2 separate regions of the Podarcis muralis genome follow, and region 2 is linked to region 1. Evidence: chromatin contacts called from public Hi-C data. All regions are on one chromosome and are shown on one strand. Each heading gives the region's core, a stretch centred on a gene start, on an enhancer-like site or on the middle of the called end of the contact. The rest is flanking DNA. Distances are from core to core; before and after follow the strand shown.

Region 1 (4,062 bases), core at 618-3,117:
ATTTGTTCTCTGCCGAGGAGGGATGAATTCAGGACTCAAGAATCTGTCAGAAACATAAATAATGCAAATGGTAACTTATTATAATAAATAACAAATGAGATACAGCTGAACATAAAATTAAAAATTTGTTACCGTGTCTCTGTTGTTTGGATTTTTGATTCATCAACAATGACTGGCTTTGGAGGTGGCTTAAATTTTGCTGGTTCTCCATCTTTAGATTTGAGGTGTCCAACCGAGAAAGAAAGGTTCCCTTTAACAGACAAATTTGGTTACAATGTGGCTGGAAATAAATTATTCAGCTTCCATGATCCTTTTTGCATTACAGCAAAACAGTTGTGTGCTACATCTTTTGTGCTACAATTTTTAAAAAAGAAAAGATCAAGTTGATTGAATGGTGGGAGGAGAAAGCAGATTTGCAGTGTAAAATCAATCCACCTGTTGAGGAGATATCTGTGTTTAATCACATTTGAGAAACATTTGGACTAGTAGTGATGGCAGGGCACAATGCTGGGTCACAACACCAATTCACAAGGCTTCGGAAATACTTCAGTACCTACACCATAACCGGCAGAATAAATGATGTTATAGCTACATATGCAATGCTTGCAAGTATCATCCTGTATTTTAAACTGAGGCCTAAGAATAAAACTCCAGCCATGACACAGAAATAAGATGGGTTGATATGTTGACACTGGACCATGCACGTAATATAACTAGTAGAAGTTGATGGACTTATATCATATATCATGAACAATGATGAAGTTTGTCATCTGTACACATTGCCACTCTGTTCTACATACAGTGGTACCTCTGGATGCGAACGGGATCCGTTCCAGAGCCCCGTTCGCATCCTGAGCAGAATGCAACCTGCATCTGCACGTGTCGCGATTCACTGCTTCTATGCATGTGCATGACGTCATTTTGAGCGTCTGTGCATGCGGCGAAACCCAGAAGTAACCCATTCCGTTACTTCTGGGTCGCCGCGGGGCACAACCTGAAAACACTCAACCTGAAGCGTCTTTAACCCGAGGTATGACTGTATAAACAACATGCAGAGTTCTAGTGTGCACAATTCAATTAGGGAGCCCTTTCAATCTGTGCTGAAAAATTATGGATACATCCTTAGGCATGGCTGTATCTCTAGGATAAATGTTATCCTGAATTCTGTTCCAAAAGCAAATTGTAGCTTTCATTACAAAAAAAGAAAAAGAAAAGATCAATTTGAGTTGTGCTTAAGTTTGCCTGGGATTGCATATAGACGAGCGTCACATTCACACCCTATGCTTAAGCCACCATGATACGCCCCCCCTCCAGAATTCTGGCAGCTGTAGTTACGGGGGGGGGGGGTTGAGAGCTGTTAAGAGGCCCCCGTTTTCCTCGCAGAGTCACAACAATTCCCAGTTTCCAAAGTGGGAACTCTCAGCATCCTTAACCAAGTACAGTTCCCCGAATGACCGGCGGCGGCGGCGGCGGCGAAGGCCGAGGTGCTTAAAGCGCCGCTGTCGCCCCCCGACACGTGCCGAGGCGTCGGCAGCAGCGGCTCCTTCAGCAACTTCTTTGAAGCGCTACCTCACACAGAGAGCGCCCCTCGGGAATTTCCTGGCCCCTCCGGGTTTTGTGAGCAGAACCCCCTTTTATCCTCCCCCCCACACACACACACACTTACTGCATCGCAGGCCGAGCAGAGGCGGGAGTCTCCCGCGAGCGGCTGCCATGACAGCTGCGGGCAAGCACTTTCGCCAGCAACAGGAGCGGCGCATGCGCTGCGCGCGGCTACGGCAGCCTCCGCGGGGACAACCTTGATCCAAACGCGAGCCCCCGCGCGCTGCGCCTGGCCGGACTTGCTCGGCGCCGAGAGTGAACACAGAGCTATTCGTTCGCGAAGAGACGCGCCTCTGCCGCCTTCGTCTCGTTGCCGAGTTCGGCTGTCGCGCTTTTCTCTCGGGCGGGACGGAGCATCGCGGCCCGAGGAATCGCCACTGGGAGGGAGCCCAGGGCAGCAACCAAGGTCCTTCTCTCTGCTGTTTTTATGGCGTTTCCTTTGTTTGTTACATTTCTGTACCGCCTTCGCCCGAGGAGCACAAGGCGGGTTGCGATAGGAAACACAAAAACGCGCCACCTCCGAACAAACGAAACCGGGCGGCGGAGCCTGGAGTCTCGGCGAGCCTTTCCGCCCCCGCCTCGCTCTCTCTCGCCCGAGGCCCCGCGGGAGCCGGCCTTGCCCAAGGCGCCCCCGTCCGACCCTGCTCCCCCCCGGCAGACCCCCAGGGGGCAGATCCGCCCGCCTCGCCTGGTTCCACGAAATGGGCCCGTTCCCTCGCCCTGCGCGCACGCGCCCCCGGGGGAGCAGACAGGTCTGAGACTGGGAGGCGAGGCGGGGCAGGTTCTCGGCGGCGGCGCCGTCTCGGGCCAAGGAGGCGTGCCAGGGCGCAAGCCGGGAGAGAAGCCGGACGGGCTCGGCCTTGGCGGCAGGTGCCTTCCGAAGCGGGCTCCCAGCCCCGGCTCCGCCGCCCCCGCCGCGGCTCCGCTCCCTCCCTCCCTCCCTGGGCCGCCTTCCCGCCATCTTCGGAGTTTTGACGCAGCCCCACCGCAGCCCGAGGAGGAGCGACCGCGACCGGGCCAGGAAGGGGAGGCAGGAGGCCGCGCTCTCGCTGGGAGCAGGCCAAGGAGGAAGAGGAGCGAGCGAGCGAGCGCAACAGGTAGGCGCCGCCCGCCCGCCCGCCGCCCAGGCCTCTGCCTCTCGCTGGCTGCAGCAGGCCGCCTTTCGGGGCGCCGGCCAAGGGCCCCTCCGAGGCCCGAGCGCCTCCCGGTCTTGCGCGGCCTCCCTTGGCCGCCGGTGCCTTCGCTTGGGCCGCCGCTCTCCGGCCCCCGGGCGCTTGGGGCAGCGGGAAGCGCCTTTCTCGCGCTTCGTATTGCGATGCCCTTTCCTGTCGTGCTCGAGAGCAGCGCGGCACAAAAGGTACCTCAGTTTAAATGCGGTTAAAATGGGTCGGAGGTCCCTGTGAGATAAAGGACGGGGAAGGACGATAGGAAGAGCATATTCTGGTCGCCCGCTTCCCACATGTGTGGCACCGCGGCCCTGTTCATTGCGGCATCTTTCCTCGGGTGGCAATGAGACGAGGGAACAAGGCAAGGAAACATAGGCATTTATATTTTCAAAGAGGCAGTAAGTTTCTTTTATTTATTGAGATTAAGCCTCGTTTTAAAAATGTATAGACTGGAAAGTATCGTCGAACATAAAGGGAGGCATGCATAAGGATTCTGATAGTCAAGTATTGGAAGTCCTTGCCAAACCAGATCATCAGAATTATATTCTATTTTTTTAAAAATGGAAACCACCATGGTGGTAGTAACAGAAAACGAGATTTGCCAGGAGTAGAATGACTGTATCCTATTGATCATCATGATCAGCAGTAGCTGAAGGTGTGGTGCATATTAGGGAAGATCTTTAAGAGTTAAATTTGTATTTTTGCAATCATGGGGATGTTTTTTGATGTAGAGCTCACACCTTTTCTACAGGTGATTATGAACAATATGGGGAAGAAGTTGTGGTTCTGAATTTACAATTGGATATAGTGGTTTGTGGTGGACAGAGCCTGTCTTGTCAGTGTTCAGAATGCAATCCAGGACTTTTTTTTCATCCAGAACTTGCCAGAACTCAGTTCCAGCACCTCTCAGGTGGCCACCATTGTCATTATAAGAAAACTATGGATTTGTTGTGAGTTCCAGCACTTCTTTTTCTAGAAAAAGAACACTGGCAATAACATTTTAAAATTGTAAGGATGCAGAAATACAGTAAAGATGGGGCAAAAAGGTTCTCCCCCCTCCCCGGCTGTCATTTCAGTGTCAGTGATTGGTTATTTCAGTGTCACCTGCAACCAAAAGGTCTGGAAACTTTATTTTTGAAACATGAAAGACAACATTACAGTACTAATATTCAAAGTTCCTTATGACTTGCATGTCATAGCTTTCCCAACAAAGGGGGAATGTGTCGTTTCCCTCAAAAATGAATAGTAAATCACTCAACCCCCCCCCCCTCCATGAATAGAACAACCTTAACAG
Region 2 (4,062 bases), core at 968-3,467, 190 kb after region 1:
AGAGGCATCTAAATGTGTTCCTAATTTTGTATATGGGCTTAGGTTTTATAACCAATAAAAAGCTGCTATCAAATACTACAAACCTGTAAGACCTTATTTTGAAAACAGTGATGTGCTTTAAGTGGATTTGTAGGCTTACTTTTCTCTGACCATTTTCAAATGACAATATGTCCTCTAGTAACCTGAACTGACTTCTTAAAGCATTACCAAAAATAAAACAGTATTTACAATGGTCAACATAATATATAATAATTCTTTATTTTGAACATTCATCTAATTAAGAAGCTTTGTATTTAGCACATTGATATTCATGTACAAAAAGGTGTCATAACTTTTGTCTGATATCTTTGTTCTGTTAAAGAGTCTTCTGTTCGAAGGAAAAATACGGTGTCGCATAGCAATTTGTGGTCATTGTCAAATTAATCAAGCCTCAGTTTGATTGTAAAATGACAATGGCAGGAATGCTTTTTTTAAAAAGATATAGTACAGTCCTATTCTGTATGTGATAGGAAACTAATCTCAGGGAATATACTTGCAGTGTTCCACATATGCAGTAATCCAACACTAGTGTAACAGCATGACATATACACCTGCAACAGGGGTAAAAGACTATCAGAAGCCACTGGGGGTGGAAATAAGGGGATATATATGTAGCCACCGTATCTGACTAGACTGAAACTGCTTCTCAACCAATCTGGTAAATTTCACAATTCTGGTGGCTGAAATGGAGCCCAGATAAGCTGTTGAAGTCAGATACGGGGTAGAGGTTTCCTGCACAGCAAGCCCCCCAACATTACGTTTCCAACAATTGTTAAGCTAATAACATTACTTGTATTTTGTAATGACATTTTTGAAATGTAAGTCCCCCTGAATCCCAGCGTAGATTAAATAAAATACTGATAAAATGATCCCAATGCTCAGTGATAGACCATCTCCAGTTAGGAGTCAGGTAAGAAGGTGACAGAGAGATGCTGATACTCTGGAGTGCTATTGCTAGTCAGATGATGCTTCCTCACTATTTTTGTATATTCATTAAAAGGTTTACATCCCACTTTTCACATAAGTATCAAAGCAGTGTGCAATAATAAACAGGATGTTTAATGTGGAATTGTCTTGCTTTGTTCATTCACTTTTTATAGTGCATTGTCAAATTGTCCCGTGTTTTTGCTAGGGTTCTTCTGTCTTTCTTGGGGTGCTTCCAGACAAAGCTTTAAATGTACCATCATCTTGCCTCCTTCACACAATTGTACGGCAGTCCAACGACAATAGTAAGCAAATTGTGATCTCTTGTGTGTGTTCTTATCTTTTTATCTTGCCACAGAAAATCCATTAAGGAAAAAAGAACGGAATAGCTGCACAATCTCTTGGCAGCTGTGAATAGGAAAATATGCAAGTGAGGCACAGCAGGAGAAGTTATCCCTAGGGATGGTGGATAACCACTCCTTTCTATTGACTCTCATTTATTTCTGGTTTCACAGCCATCTCATGCTTTGCATGTCCTTTCCCATGTACTATCATCACTTAGCCTTAATTGTTTCCTGGAATGAGGGTTACTCAGTGTACACACTATTTAACTAGTGGGTTTCAATGAAAACAGCAGTGGTTACTTCCAAATACAGATGTGTAGAATGAACACTGCAGTCGTTAAGCCCTATGCTACAGACACTGTTTCATAATCTGCATTTCCCTTCTGTTACAGTAGAATTGTGTAACTAACAAGTAGGGGAAACTAAGGCTGCAAGTTTCGTGTCTGGGTTGTGAAAGTGATCAAATCAGGTGGTTCCACTAGATCCACATGACAAATTCTCAGGTGAAATGAATAGGGCTTGTAGCTCAACTTGCAACCATGTTTACTTCGAAGTATATTTACCTGCAACACTTTAGGCCTCTGATGCAGAAACTTAAAAACAAACAAACCCTGTAAACAAGTATTTGGCAATTGTGAAGGCAGAAGCACCTGCTTTAAAACGTCAGCAGGGTATGTAGAATCAGAATGGTAGAGTTGGAAGGGGTGCCAAGATGCGGCTCGCAGAAAGAGGAGGGACAACGGTGCCCACGCAAGCAGCATTTCTGCCCCGGTGCGAGGTGCCCAAAACACAATGTGGCCAGTTGGTAATTGTGCTTCTTGCTTCCCTCAGGAGAGCAGTGCTTGGAGCTCCGCCTCCTTCCTCCGAGGGAAGGCAGGGCCGGGAGCGCGTCCCTCTTGCTTTCCCCGCTTACTAGCTCTACGGCGATCCAAGGGGCGTCGGGAGGCCGCCTTTCCCGCGCCTTTGATTGGCTGTGGCCCCACGGAGCAGGCGCGGGACAGGGAGCGGGCGGAGCTCTCTCGCGGAGCGGCGCCTGGCCGCGCGGGTCCTTGCGCCGGCCCGTCTCCTCCGCCCCCCGCGCAGCGCCGCCCGCCCGGCGTCCTCGGGGCGGGAGCGAAGGCGCGCCTCTCCGGAGATCCCCAAGCGGGCCTCGCCGTCGCCTCGCCGGACGAGACTGGCAGGTAGGGCCGCGGACGAGGCTTCCGAGCTGCAGGCGTCGCTTTCTGAGGGGGGCGCGGGCCAGGCGCGGCCCTTCGCGCCGCCCCCGGCCTCCCCTGGGCCTGGCCAGCCCCTTCCGGAGTCAAGGCCCGAAGGAGCGCTCTTCTCTTCAGAGCGGAGCCCGTCCCGGCCGAGTCAGCTGCTGCCGCATAAAAGACTCGAAGTCAGGAGGGGCGGCCTGGACTTCAGCCAAGTTAAGAGGCAGGAGCGTTTTTGTGGCTGGTGATGGAAGTTACAGATGCGTCCAAATTATAAAGGCAGCGCTGGCCTAACTTGACAGTTTCACTATTCAAGCTCTTGCAGGATACGTCCATATGTTCAAGTGGCACGGCAACCATTGGTCTCCCGTATGTCCATTTGTGAACCCCTTTTCTCTCCTAAAACAATCATTTAAACTTGTTAAAAGAACCAAAATATATTTTATTTATCCTTAAGCTATGTCTGAAAGAAATTAGAAATGTCACATTTTTAGATGGGCAGCTAAGACAGGAATGTACTCAAATCTGTTTTGCAGTGTGTAATTAGCACTCTATATCTTCCTTAATGGTTCAAACGATGTAACATATTCTGATTTAAAATGGAACCCCAAACCAGTAGTGTCTGATGGGGACTGGGGCTGTGGTTGTGTTTAGCTTGGGGAGGAGAAGATTAAGGGGGACATGATGATAATGCTTTTTAAATATCTGAAAATCTGCTCTAGAAGGCAAATCCAGAGCCAGTAGGTGGAAACTACAGGGAAGCAGATTTTGGCTAGCAGAGCAGACAGCCGTGGGAGACAGTGGGCGCTGCTTCCCTAGAGCTTTGCTTGTGTAGTGGCATCCTGCCCTGAGCAAAAGGGCTGTCAGACTATGGGACTTGGACTACCGTACTTTCCAACACCATGGTTTGCATTCAGCAATGTCCTGTTCAGGGTAACCCCATGGAAATGAATGAACCTAAGTGGGTCATGTCCATGGTTCTACTCTGAGGAGGAATAGTGTTGAGTCCCATCCTTTGAGTCTAGTGAGATGCTTGAATCACTTCATGTTTTGTGCAAACAAATGCTTTGATTTCCTGGGGAAATGTCATGCTCTGAGTTTTTTTATGTCAAAACTTTTTTATGCCGGGAGTGGGGGGACAGAGGAAAAGTGGTCAGAACCACAAGTGTGACATTTTCCTTTGTACAGTAGGGTACCCCACACACTTGGACATCCCTCAGTGTAGGGCGGGCATGTCCAAAGCCTGTTTCCGGGGCCTAATCTGGCCCACCAGTTGATTTAATCTGGCCCCCGTGGCAGTGTATGTCCTGGGGTAAAATCCGTAAAAAACCTTTGGGGTAAAATTGTAAAAAAAAATTAACAACTGCAATCCTAAATATATAAAAAAAATAAAAAAAATACTTCTTCAGATACACTGAAACAGAAGTCACCAGACCCTTATATATAGTGGGAGGGTGGGGTGGGGTTTTTCTCAGGTGGGTAGTAGGAGATGGGTGATAGACTCAATGGTTATGGTAAATCACCCATCTCTTTGTGTGCATGCACACAAAAGCTTATAC

What was found. A called contact is a pair of places that touch in the nucleus more often than the background predicts.
Region 2: a Hi-C map of blood shows a contact between it and region 1, with 3 times the contacts expected there. The contact joins the promoter of RCBTB1 here to the promoter of ITSN2 in region 1. A contact is called at or near these places in 2 of 3 Hi-C or Micro-C datasets (blood and tail).

Annotation. Positions count from the first base shown.
Region 1 is chr3:121,382,584-121,386,645 of rPodMur119.hap1.1, forward strand. It overlaps ITSN2 (intersectin 2), which reads left to right and starts at 1,868. Exons shown (of 40, transcript XM_028721802.2): 1 at 1,868-2,008. MRPL19 (mitochondrial ribosomal protein L19) reads right to left here and starts at 1,799. Exons shown (of 6, transcript XM_028721811.2): 1 at 1,667-1,799; 2 at 133-250; 3 at 1-43. The coding sequence starts at 1,760. It also overlaps the pseudogene LOC114593464.
Region 2 is chr3:121,572,923-121,576,984 of rPodMur119.hap1.1, forward strand. RCBTB1 (RCC1 and BTB domain containing protein 1) reads left to right here and starts at 2,218. Exons shown (of 11, transcript XM_028721796.2): 1 at 2,218-2,488. It overlaps KPNA3 (karyopherin subunit alpha 3), which reads left to right. Exons shown (of 18, transcript XM_077926633.1): 18 at 1-1,108.